2 separate regions of the Macaca mulatta genome follow, and region 1 is linked to region 2. The links are chromatin contacts, called in public Hi-C maps. All regions are on one chromosome and are shown on one strand. The core of a region is the stretch at or near the end of the contact, and the rest is flanking DNA. Distances in the headings are between cores, read along the strand shown. Region 1 overlaps EML1 (EMAP like 1). Region 2 overlaps EML1 (EMAP like 1).

The links. A called contact is a pair of places that touch in the nucleus more often than the background predicts.
Region 1: a contact with region 2 is called in a Hi-C map of fetal cortical plate, with 2.5 times the contacts expected there. The contact joins two enhancer-like sites. A contact is called at or near these places in 4 of 14 Hi-C or Micro-C datasets (cortical neurons, fetal cortex germinal zone, fetal cortical plate and 1 more).

What each region holds. Positions count from the first base shown.
Region 1 is chr7:173,213,261-173,219,679 of T2T-MMU8v2.0, reverse strand. EML1 (EMAP like 1) reads right to left here. Exons shown (of 23, transcript XM_077941691.1): 5 at 6,033-6,167. Among named protein-coding and RNA genes, the nearest start is that of EVL, 93 kb to the left of the region's middle. Within about 2 kb of position 3,474, at least 8 of the 40 cell types and tissues checked have an H3K27ac peak or open chromatin away from gene starts, as enhancers often do. A contact at or near this core is called in fetal cortical plate, where this site is marked.
Region 2 is chr7:173,136,328-173,142,389 of T2T-MMU8v2.0, reverse strand. All of the region lies in intron 1 of EML1 (EMAP like 1), which reads right to left. Among named protein-coding and RNA genes, the nearest start is that of EML1, 71 kb to the right of the region's middle. Within about 2 kb of position 1,294, at least 7 of the 40 cell types and tissues checked have an H3K27ac peak or open chromatin away from gene starts, as enhancers often do. A contact at or near this core is called in fetal cortical plate, where this site is marked.

The DNA of each region.
Region 1 (6,419 bases), core at 2,225-4,724, 75 kb before region 2:
TCGGCATTTCTTTAATGAGGTCTGGGCTTGATCGCCTATTCATGCGTTAAGGGCCACTGGTATTTCCTTCTCAGTGAGCGCCTGTGCAGACCCTTCACCATTTTTCTATTCCATGGATTATCTTGTTCTCCCATTTGTGAGTCCTTTGTGAATTAAGCAAAGTGGCCCTGCAGGCATTGTGCCACTGACATTTGTTAGGAGAATGAGTCTTTCTGTGCGGCTCCTTCCCGCTCCCCGCCATGCCTTGGACTACGCTCTGTACACAGCAGGTGACCCGTAAGTCCAGACAGCAGCGGAACTGAAAGAGCAAGGTGAGAACGATTTTCAGAATTTCTGATTCCTCACTTCTCAGGCTGGGATAAAGGCAGAAACAAGAGCTGGGGAATTACAAGACATCCCCAAGAAAAAAGGCCCTGCAAGCAGGGGAGTGGGAGGGACACAAGTGTGCAGGCCTCAACTCCAATAAATAGTCTGGGATGCAGACGCGGCACTCACAGCTGCCACCGTGACGGGCTGACCGCGGACCACCTCTGCACTGAGGCTCCTATGCATAAGATCTTAGGCACCCTGTGAGGCAGGTACCACTTTTACTGCTACTGAGGAAAACCCCAAAGAGATTAAGTCACTTGTTCACAATGACAAAGCAAAGTGGCAGAGTTGGGATTAACACTTGGTTGTGGCAATAAAGGCCCATCATTTTAACCTTCTTTTGTTACAGTGATCAGGGCAACAAGATTCATTCGATAAATGCTTGTGGAGCACCTACTGTGTGCTGGGCATTGTTGTAGATGGCGGCCTGGTCTGAGTGGATTAGTGAAACTTGTTCGGTACTTACATGTCCAACTAAAGTACTTCGGGCTGGAAACACGATGAACCATGTCTAAAATAACACTGCAAGAGTGTATTTATTCACACAAAGACATGCTCATACAGCAAATGAAGAAGGGATCACAAAATAGGCACAAGAATGGCATTTATGTCAAAATTACACACTACACTCATAGAGCACCCTGCAAATAAAAGTCCACGTGGAAATGTAATGACTGTTGGCTGTGAGTTCGCTGCGTGGTGAGACTGCAGGTGATTTTCATTTCTTCCTTCTTGTGCATCTAGTTTTTTTTTTTTGAGAAAGGGTCTCACTCCCATTGCCCAGTCTGGAGTACAGTGGTACGATCACGGCTCACTGTAGTCTCAACCTCCCAGGCTTGAGCAATCCTCCCATCTCAGCCTCTCAAACAGGTGGGACTACAGGTATGCGCCACCAAGCCCAGCTAATTTCTGTATTTTTTTGTAGAGATGGGGTCTTGCCATGCTGTCCAGGCTGGTCTTGAACTCCCGGGCTCAAGTGCTCCACCCGCCTCAGCCTCCCAAAGTGCTAGGATTATAGGAGTAGGCCACCACACCCGGCCTAGATTTTCTAAAACAAGTTACTTGTATAATAAATACATGCCCTCAAAAAAGGAAAAAATCTTGCTGGGGAAAAGTGAGCAATGTGTTGGAGAGGCATGGGTGTCAGGGCACAAGAGGGAATGAGGAGCTGGCGGATGAAGGGCCCGGAGCCCCAGCCAAGGAGTAATGTTGAGCTGACGGCAGCAGTGAGCAGCAGTGAGCAGCAGTGATGCCATCGTAAAGGAAAAACAACTTTGCGCCCTGAAGAACCCTGAGGTGAAATAGTCAGAAGACAATTTTACCAAATGCTAGAGCTTTAGAGAGGACAGGCACTCAAGGTGTCCAGCCCAGGGGTTCTCGACTTGACAGCTGTGATATGGGGCTGTCTGATCCTGGGGTTGAGGGGGCACAATACAAAAGGGCACCACACCTAACATGTCGACGTCTTCACTATGTTGAGGTGTTTTTTTTAATGTTTGTTGACTCCAAAGATGGGCAGTTTATATCACACTTGTCCAACCCACAGCCCACAGGCCACATGCGGCCCAGGATGACTTTGAATGTGGCCCAACACACATTTGTAAACTTTCTTAAAACATGAGATGTTTTTGGCAATTTTTTTTTTTTTGGCTCATCAGCTATCAATAGTGTTTGTGTATTTTATGTGTGGCCCAAGACAATTCTTTTAATCTGGGGAAGCCGAAAGTCCAGGGACACCCCTGATTTATATGTATGTGACAGCAAAGTTTCTAACACATGACTGAAACATCCTTACTCTAACAAAATCAACTCATTTCAACAACTTCTCAGTAAAGCTGAAACAGCGTCTTGCTTATAAAGTTGACATAGCTCATTCCCCTAAGACTTAACAAAAGGGGAACCAGTTTGATAATTGAAACGCTTTATCAATCTAGCAACATCTAACATGAACTGTGCTTCTAAATAAGCAGCCAATTTTCTATTGGGGATAAAATACTTTTTTAATTGAAAAATATCTCTATCAGATTAGTTTACTGGCTACATTTTACAAGCCTTCCATCACAATGTTATTGCCAATTCCCTATTTAAATGTCGTATTTCATGATGACATGAATCACTATGTAATTAATACTCATTTATCATCAATAGTACATAAAGTAAAATATTATCATATATTGCTTTTGTTTATAATAGAGGTTTTATTGATGCAAAGATTAAATGCTGTTAAATTTTGTGGCTTGTTACAAAGTATTTGAAAAAGTTAAACATTCTAAGATAAAGGTCTTCCTTATCACAAGAAAGACTCCAATCTAGTGACCGTTTGTAAAGAAAATGAAACATGGGAGCAAGAAGACTGAAACCATCATAAACAATACAGTTTTGGCTGGGCGCGTGCCTCACACCTGTAATCCCGGCACTTCGGGAGGCCGAGGAGGGTGGATCACGAGGTCAAGGGCTCGAGACCATCCTGGCCAACATGGTGAAACTCCGTCTCTACTAAAAATACAAAACTTAGCTGGGCATGGTGGCACACACCTGTAGTCCCAGCTACTAAGGAGGCTGAGGCATGAGAATTGCATGAACCCAAGAGGCAGAGGTTGCAGTGACCCAAGATTGTGCCGCTGCACTCCAGCCTGGAGACAGAGTAAGACTCTATCTCAAACAAAAGAAAAAGAAAAAGAAAAAGAATATAGTTTTACGAAAGCAAAACGTGTAATTACTTTAAAATAAAGTATCTCGGAAAAGGTTAATGTTTAGGACTTCACAAACACTGTTATTTGTGTTCAATAGTAAGATTTGTATAATTTATACAGAATGGCTTTCTATCTACTGTAATTATTATTATTGAGAAATATATGTGCTGAGATGGAACCATTTTTCTGAAGTAAAGGGAGCCTTTTTCTCATTTGCGCCTAAGTGCCATATGTGCTAACGACAGCTTTGCACATGGCGTGTGAGAAACTGTGAGCTTTATGGCTAATAATCTGTCACGGCTGCAAGTTAAAGCACTGCCTGTGTGAATGATTTGCTTCTTCTACAAAGCAGCACAGGGTGGAAGCCATCCCTATGACGTCAGCACTCTCACTCACGTGCACCCTAACGAGCCTTCCTGAGTGGAAGAGAAGGGGGCTCCGGAACAGCGGGCAGGCTGGGATCGCACGCAGCCCACAGACCAGCTCCCGCCCGACGCCTTATTTAAGAACTGTAAGCATCACGAGGATTTACAATACTTTATCTCCCCCAACTATGTTAGACACAAGTGCAACGCGGATTGTGACAAAATCTAACACTTTCATCTCACAAATGAGGAAAATAAAAAGGGAGGGATTGTAGAAAATCTCACCGATTACTTTCCTCTGCTCCACACAAGCCTGTCTTTATAACAACCATCACAGCGATGATGACCATTTACTGAGTGCCAAGCTCTATGCTGGGTATTTTCCTACAAGTTAGCTCATTTATAAGATTCAAGGGAATTAGGTATAAAATCTCTAATTTGCAGAGGAAAAAATTGAGCTTGGAGACGTTAAGGCAGAACTGGATACACACCCAGACCTTTCTTTTACTGCAGAGCCTCTGCCCTTTCCACCATGTCTTGCTGCCTACACGAATCCAACAAGGGCAATCTTTTAAATCACAGGACAGCCTGCAGGAACAATGGACACGTCGAGTGAACGATGGGGAAGAGGCATGCCATCTTGAGTCCACTGAATGCAGTCATGTTTAAAAACAGAAATTACGTGGAGGCCCACCTCCCTACTCCTTTCCTTCCCCGTGTCCCATCCTCGAGAGTGGCGTTTCTCAGCAAGACTCTAGCTCTGCTTTGGTGCTAGGGTCAAAGCAGCCTAAGCATGGGGCTGCACACGTGGGAATACAGAGAAAGAAAGGCGGGAAGGGGTCACGCAGCCACTGAATTACCAGCTTGACCTTCACTTCTACCGCATCTTAGCTGCTTCTTTCTGAGTTACCACAGCACTTACTCCCATGCGTCCCTGTCAGGAACAGCAATTGCCGAAGAGGAGACAGTGACTGTCTCTGAAAGCCCTTCGGTGCACCATGCGCGAAACTCGGCCAGTTCTGCGCTCTGCTCGCCTCAACCACGCCTGGGTTCTAACGAGACACAGAATTTCTTTTTAAATGGACATGTTTAGTTGCCTGAATTAGTTTGGGAACATGATTAGTAAATTTTCCCAGTCCCTCATTTCCAAATCAAAATTTCCTACTGTGGCGTTTTTCAAAAATCTCTTTGTAAATATCTTCTGTGGAAATATTTACCCAGCACATTTACCAAAGCCATAGGATTTTAAAGATAAAACGGATCTGGAGTTTACACAATGCAGATTCTTTTTGGAAATTCTTAATAAAAATCAGATGTGCAGAGGAGGAGCCAAGTCTCTAAGAACTGCCAAGATCTAGACATTTCAGGTCAACTTCCGAGCTTACCCTGAATTCAAAGCAGCTTTGGGCTGCGCTGCGCCTCCCACTAACTCACACTCTGTTGCCATTGTAACCACTTGGCCTCATTTCCAAGGTATTATCACCCCATTAGCATAATCTTCTGATAAGAAGTACTAATAGTCTAAATGAGAAGAAGACAGAACCCATGTTAATGGTTTTTTAAATTGTTAATTGACCGTGGACCTGACCTGCTATAGATATGAGAAGTGTCTCTATGTTTTCTACAACAGACATCTTTTAGGAATAAAACTGAAAAAGAGTTTAAGCTTCCTTTATAGGACTGAATCACCATGGATTTACAAACTTGGAATTTTTACAGCCTGTGGGTTGGAGTCGATTGCTTTATGACTAAGCCTTCTCCTGACATGAACATTTGGGGAAAAAAACACATGCTTAGCCTCTGAAGCTGAAATTCCTTCCTAAGCTTTACTAAACAGAGAGAATAAAATTAAAGTACAGTGTTTAAAAAGTGAGAACAAAGTACAATGTTAGGTAAAAATACATAGAGAAACTGGATTTTCTTTACAGAGTACATTATATAGATATAAATGTATTATGTAGACACAAAACAAGCTGCTAAAATGCCAAAAAGCAGCATTCAGGAATAAAATGTTAGTATGAGTTTCACCAATACTTATCATAATCCATTACAAACTAACCTCATAGACAAATTCAAAATTTGGAGTCCATGTATTTCACGAAACCATTAAGAAAAATGGTTCACATTTCTGGTGTTAGCATCAATATTAAACATAGCCTCTGATAAATCATAAAATTACAACTTTTCAGCCACTCTGTCTCAGAAAATACTGCTGACAAACTTAAAGCAGTCCATTAAAATGAACTTTAAAAGGTCAGGAGAGTGTACTAGAAATAGAAGGTGCTCACATAGAAATTCAGAATGGCTTCCCCAGTTCCAGGTACTTGGTACTAAGAAATTCTCAGGAACTACTTATGTCTACATGAGAGTGCTGGGAATCTGAGTGACAGTTTTTCTACCTGCGCAGTAGTTTGAGTGAACTGTGCCTGGCAGCTGCCCTCAAATGGCTGTTTGATTAGTGCCTACAAATATCTGAGGAGAAGGCCTTCTTCTCCAAGAGTGCTCCTAGCTTGATGGAATATGAGGGGATCTTCTGACTCCTCTCTGGGGACAAGCGGTGCTAAAATATCTGAACAGCAGGAACCAAGAGATAAGACGTCCTTACCTTTCACTGTTCTTTTTGCCACTAGAAGAGCTGCTGGTAGAGCCTGTGCGATTCCGGTTTCCTTTGGAATCCCCATTGCTTTCTCTTCGACCCCCAGGAGATACTCGTTCAGAAGAGCTGGTCCTCTTGATGTTACTAAGGGTGGAATGTAAGTGACAGTGAACTCCTTAATATCGTGATTTTATTTTATTGCGATGCATACAAATACATACATAGAACATCATCCTTCCACGTGGATATTCAAAAGATAGGCCTAGCTACGGAGATCAAAAAGCTTTTCAGAGTGTCACATGGAATAACACCTCTGCTCTCTGCCTCTGTACTGAGGCCACTAGTACAGTTCACAGTCATGGAGGAAACTGAGACATTAAGACTTCAACAGTACCG
Region 2 (6,062 bases), core at 45-2,544:
ACACGGCGTCCCTGCCCTCAAGGAACTCACTAGCTGAAGACGCCAACAAAGGCCCTCACAGCTGACCACGATGCAAGACGGAGGGAAACCAGCAGTGATCACAGGGGTATGTATCGTAATTTAGAAATGCAGGGGAAAGACCAAGTAACCCCGGACAGACGAGGGAAGACTTCACCCCGGGGACAGTCTGTAGGCCGGCTCTTCAGGCATGAACAGTATTTCAATATGGAAAAAGGAGGGGCTCCAGACTGATAAAGCATGACCACAGAGTCATGGAAACTCTTGGCACACAGTAAGCAGAGGCGTGTGGTGAGACCACAAATCTAACATTTATGAGATACCTACGAGGCATCAGGAATGAGGATAAGTCAACCCAGCTGTAATCATCAAGACAACACCAAGGCGACACTTACTACTAAGTCCTGGCATCTCGATTCTAGACAACGCTGTGCTGGAGCTCTCAAGCCTGCCCTGCAGACGCCGTCTCCACCCTCTCTCCCCTGCGCGGGCTGCATCAACAGGTTTCCCCTTGGGGAGGAGCAGCGGAGGGGAGGGAGAAAGAGGGGAGGGAGGTCAGGGTTGCTTCTTGGGGTAGGGTTGCTGTCACTGCTCCTGTCTGGCAGCTCTGTCCACCCAGCCCTCTTTGAACCCAGGTCTGGTAACTGCCCCTCTGCCCCTTCAGGCCTAGGGTGGAACTGTGCCTGCTGTACCAGTCCTGGCCACTACCTCAGCCCTTGTGGTCTCCCTATATCTTGCACCAACCTTCACAACAGTGACTTTACCACAATCCCCTTAAATTGGCCAATTTGAGGGCACCATTGCTTCCTGCCAGGACTCTCTAGAATTGCCTTGCAGTCAGCTCTCCTTGTTAGAGCTGAGAAAACTGAGGCCAGGAAAGAATAAGCAATTATCCAAGTTTACAGAGTCATTTCATTAAACAGCAGAATCAAGACTGCAACCCAGTCTTGTCTGTCTCCAAAGCCTATGTGCACCACCTCTGGGAAAGTAATTTGGTGGTAGATTACAGAGGATCATGAAAGAATGCACGTAATCTTTTGTGCTAATTCTCAAGAGTTCATTATTCATCTGCACGTGTGCAGCCTGCGCCTGCCTGTCTCTTTAAACGGTCCTGCAAATGAGATGCTCCAATCAGGCGTTCATGGCAGCAAACGGTGCCAAACGTACAAAAGCAATCCTTAAAAAAAAAAACAAAAACTCAGAGATATTCCAAGACTCCAGTCCAGATCCTTCCTAGATCCCGGGTCCTGCATCTGCTGTTTCCCTTCTTAGACTCTTAGCTAATTGGGAGAGAATGCATGTTATTGGCGATCAGAAGGCATATGTCATGAAATTTCTTTAGCAAACATATGCCCCTCATCATTTTTCTAAACAGCTCTAAATTTTTTTCCAGCTCCCCATTCCTAAAAGAGCTTAGACACTTGTCACCCTTCTTGGCTTGTCAGAGCAGCCCGTGTTGCTGTGCTTGGGTGTGAAGGGCAGCTCTGAAGCCAAGCCCTGTCTCCTCGTACTCGGCGCTACCCTTCTTGAGAGTGGTCTTGTACTGGCTCTCGCTTGGGGGAAGGAGTACACTTTCCATTAGAGATTTCGGAGACTGGCGGGGCACAGTGGCTCATGCCTATAATCCCAGCATTTTGGGAGGCCAAGGCGGGTGGATCACCTGAGGTCGGGAGTTCGAGACCAGCCTAACCAACATGGAGAAACCTTGTCTCTACTAAAAATACAAAATTAGCCGGGTGTGATGAAGCATGCCTATAATCCCAGCTACTCGGGAGGCTGAGGTAGGAGAATCGCTTGAACCTGGGAGGCAGAGGTTGCGGTGAGCCGAGATCGCGCCACTGCACTCCAGCCTGGGCGACAAAGCGAGACTCCGTCTCAAAAAAAAAAAAAAAAAAAAAACATTCTGGAGATCGGATACTGAAACTTTACACAGGAGGCTGAGCAGGGCTGCTTGTAATGCACGTAGGTGTGATCTGGTGACACATCATCAGGCGTTCTGACAGCCTCAAATGTGCAGGCAATTATCCCACTTCTTGCCCGGGGCTTTGAACCTTTTAAACATTCAGTTTAGGATTCTATAACTTCATGAAACTATTGTTTTTAAAAAAACATTCTGAAACTGAAGTAAGCTACTCCCAAAAAGACAAATATTGTGTGATTCCACTTATACAAGATATCTAAAGTAGTCAAATGCACAGAGACAAGAAAGTCGAACGCTGGACCAGGAGCTGGCGGGGGAGAGTGGGGAATTATGTAATGGGGATAGATTTCAGTTTGGGAAGATGAAAAGTTCTGCAGATGGATGGCAGTGATGGCTGCATCACAATGTGAATGTACTTAATGCTATGAACTGCACACTTAAAAATGTGTAAGATGCTAAATTTTATGTTACATGTATTTTACCATGATTAAATTTTTTTTTTTTTTAAAAAGGGTTCTAGGGCTGGGTGTAGTGGCTCATGCCTGTAATCCCAACACTTTGGGAAGCTGAGGCAGGAGGATCACTTGAGCCCAGGAGTTCAAAATCAGCCTGAGCAACAAATCGAGACCCCATCTCTACAAAAAAATTAAAAAATTACCTGGGCATGGTGGCGTGTGCCTATAGTCCCAGACTTAGGAGGCTGAGGCTGGAGGATTGCTTGGGCTGGGGAGGTCGGGGCTGCAGTGAGCCCAGATCATGTCACTGTACTCCAGCCTGGGCAACAGACTAGGCCCTCTCTCAAAAGATTTTTAAAAAACGAAGAAAAGAAAGAGAATGAGTAAATAGAATATGGCTGCTGATGAAACACTGAAAAACTACAACTGTTAACAGAAAGACAGAAGAGTTCCATCAACACTAGGTTACAGTGGTTGGCGTGCGCTGTAAACAGAGAAAAGTTAAAATGTCCTAAGTAGACACGACTGAACGTACCATTTAATATTTCCACTCTGAACTCTTTTGTTCAACAAGCTAGTACTGAGGGCCCACTGAGTTACATGAGCCAGAATGACATCCTCCAGGTCCTCCTGGTCTGGACGGTTAAGTGGAGTTGGCTATGCCCTGAGACACGTGGCCTGGGGCCTAAGGGGCACCCAGTGAACTGCACCTACATCCACCTGCCCTGAGGTTTCCCATGCCATGGGAGCAGGGTTCTGAAGGATGAGGGCGTGGCTCCGTGAAGAAGGGGTAGGAAGGGACGCTCCAAGGAAGGCAAGGGTGCTCAGCATGTGGAATCCTGTACACAACAGCCTGGCACCTTCAGAAGCTACCAGAAGTCCAGGGTGGCTGCATCCAGGGCCCTGGGAGGAAAGAGTCAGGAAAACAGGTGGCAAGTAGTTCCCAGAGTCAGCCCTGAACCCCAAGAGTCATGGGGAACTTCTGGGGGATGCTGGGCAATTCCATTTTTAAAAGTGCTGAAGAGGTGGGATTTGAAGAAAAACTGGTAAAGACAAGGAAATCTGTTCAGAGACTCCTCCAATAATCCAAGGGAAAGGGCTTCAGATCTGCATGAGCAAACCATGTGTGGCCTCTCCTACAGGCAAGGGCAGACCAGAGCGATCTCCTCAGTCCCTTTCAGGTCGATGACAGTCCCATCTTTTTTCCCATCATTCACTCATTGGGCATAACTGAGTACTTAACATACCGTGGACAGTGGAGCCAGGATGCTTGACTTCAAATCCCAGCTCTGAAACACACTGGCCAGGCGATCTTGAGCAAGTTACTCTAAGTTTTGGGCCTCTCTTTCCTTGTCGGTCAAAATGAAGAAAATAATAGGACCTACTTCAAAAGGGTGTTGTGAGAATTAAACAAAAGAATACATTAAAAATGCTTAGCCCAACACCTGATGCTTGGTGAGCACTCTTTAAAGCCAGCATTTCTCTCCCCTCCCCTCCTGCATCTAAACACACACACACACACACACACACGCATGAATGAGACACGGACCCCACCTTCTAACAGCACAAGCTCTAGCTGGGAAATAACTCCGTGGCGTAAGATATAATTAAGTACAAGATGCAATCTGAACACGTATTTTTATATAATTAAATTATATCAACTCAATAAAAGGCCATTTTCAAGGAAGGCAAAGAAATGACACACCAAGCCAGATTTCAGTCTTTGAGAGCAGTGGAGTGTGGGCAATCCTGCTTAATTACTTTCTAAAGGACTAATTCGGTGAAGCCGAGCTAACAGATCATTATCTTTATTATAGCTCCATACAGTCCCCTGGGAGCGGCTGCCACATTTTGCATACAGGATGGGTAAGCATAAGCGACTCAATAGTAGATAAATAATCATCACTAAGTCCTATTCCTAAGGATTTTCAACTGTTTGTGACGAAGACAGCTGGGGCTAAAGTGCACAGTAATGCTGCAGTATAAGAGAGTCCTAATTCCATTCAACCGTTTCTCAACTGGAACATATTTTTCTAAGAATGGTAAAATTCATGTTACATAACTTTTTGGGGGGTGATTGAAGTCAAATCCTTTTTACTGTTAAAAATGCTGGAATTGCCAAAAACCACTTCATTGTGTCAATTACTTTGGCTGAAAATAATTTGTTTTAAGCCAGTGAAACCACCAAATGCTTTCTGCAAATGTCTCTGCTTATTGATTCCAGTGATGCGGTGTCTAGCGAGAGGCATTCTGCAGCAACTGTGGTGGCAAGGTTTGACTCTGTACTAAGCCAGTCTCATGGGCCTGCATGCATGTTTCGGGGTTCTACCAATAAGGTTCCCTCATCTGGAAGGCCTTCTCTTCTGAATGTCTAAGTCTACCAGTTCTTTGCTGAGGGGTAGAGTTAAATGTCACATGTGTGCATGTGTGCATAATGCATGTAGAAATGCAGGTATACATGAAGTTATATGCACAGGTGGTATATACTATATACATTGATACACGTTGTTTCAAGCACACAGGGAAGTGGTGGGCATGCTCTATTTGGCAGGCACCTGTCACATGTGTGGCATGGTGGGTGGTGGTGCCTGGTGTGTGTGTTTGAGGAGGTGCTATAAGATAAATAAGACGGGCCAGGCATGGTGGTTCACGCCTGTAATCCCAGCACTTTGGGAGGCCGAAGCGGGCGGATCACGAGGTCAGGAGATTGAGGCCATCCTGGCGAACACGGGGAAACCCTGTCTCTGTCGGGCGCGGTGGCGGGCGCCTGTAGTCCCAGCTACTCAGGAGGCCGAGGCAGGAGAATGGCGTGAACCCAGGAGGCAGAGCTTGCAGTGAGCCGAGATGGCTCCACTGCACTCCAGCCTAGGCAACAGAGCAAGACTCTGTCTCAAAAATAAATAAATAAAATGGAATTTTTAAAAAAAGATGAATAAGACGGACCCTGAATCTATTCAACTAACTTTCACCAGGAAACTCACCACACGCCAGGCACTGCTGAAGTGCAAAAGACACAGGGACGATCCCAGGAAAGTCTGCCTGGAGGAGCTTATCTCTAACGGGAGAATGAAAATAACCCTCCATGACAGGCCTCTGGGATAATCACGATGGCAGAGGTTTATACTAAATACCACATAGCCACCAAGGAAGGAAGGGTACCTGGGGGCACTCAGGGATGAAGATAAGTGGGGCCCTGGGTGCTAAAGCGGGAGGGAGGGCTGCTGTCAGCTTTTAAACAGGAGGCCGTTTTGCCCGGATCTGTCTTGCAGGAGGCACATTCGAAATGTCTAATTTCCCTTGGGTGAGCTCATCGGTGCCCATGGATCCCATTACTATCTGGATGCTGACCGCTTGCAAACGTTCTGTCCAGCCCAGCCGTCTCCTAGGCTCCAGACCTTCACCAACGGCCTGCTCAGCACCTCAGCTTGTGTTCCATATGTCCTCCCACCCCACAAGCCCAAACCACCTCCCCCGTGGCCTGGACTGCCATCTCTGCACAGGCCCCCCAGCCTGTCCTGCCATCTCCAGTTGCAGGTACCAGAGACCTGGGCGTCAGCCCTGATTCTGCCCTCTCCCCACTCTTAATGTAAATACAGGATGTTACCCCCTAAGAATCTCCTGCGTCTTGCTCCCAACCCCCGGCCCAGGGTGAATCACCATTGCCTCTC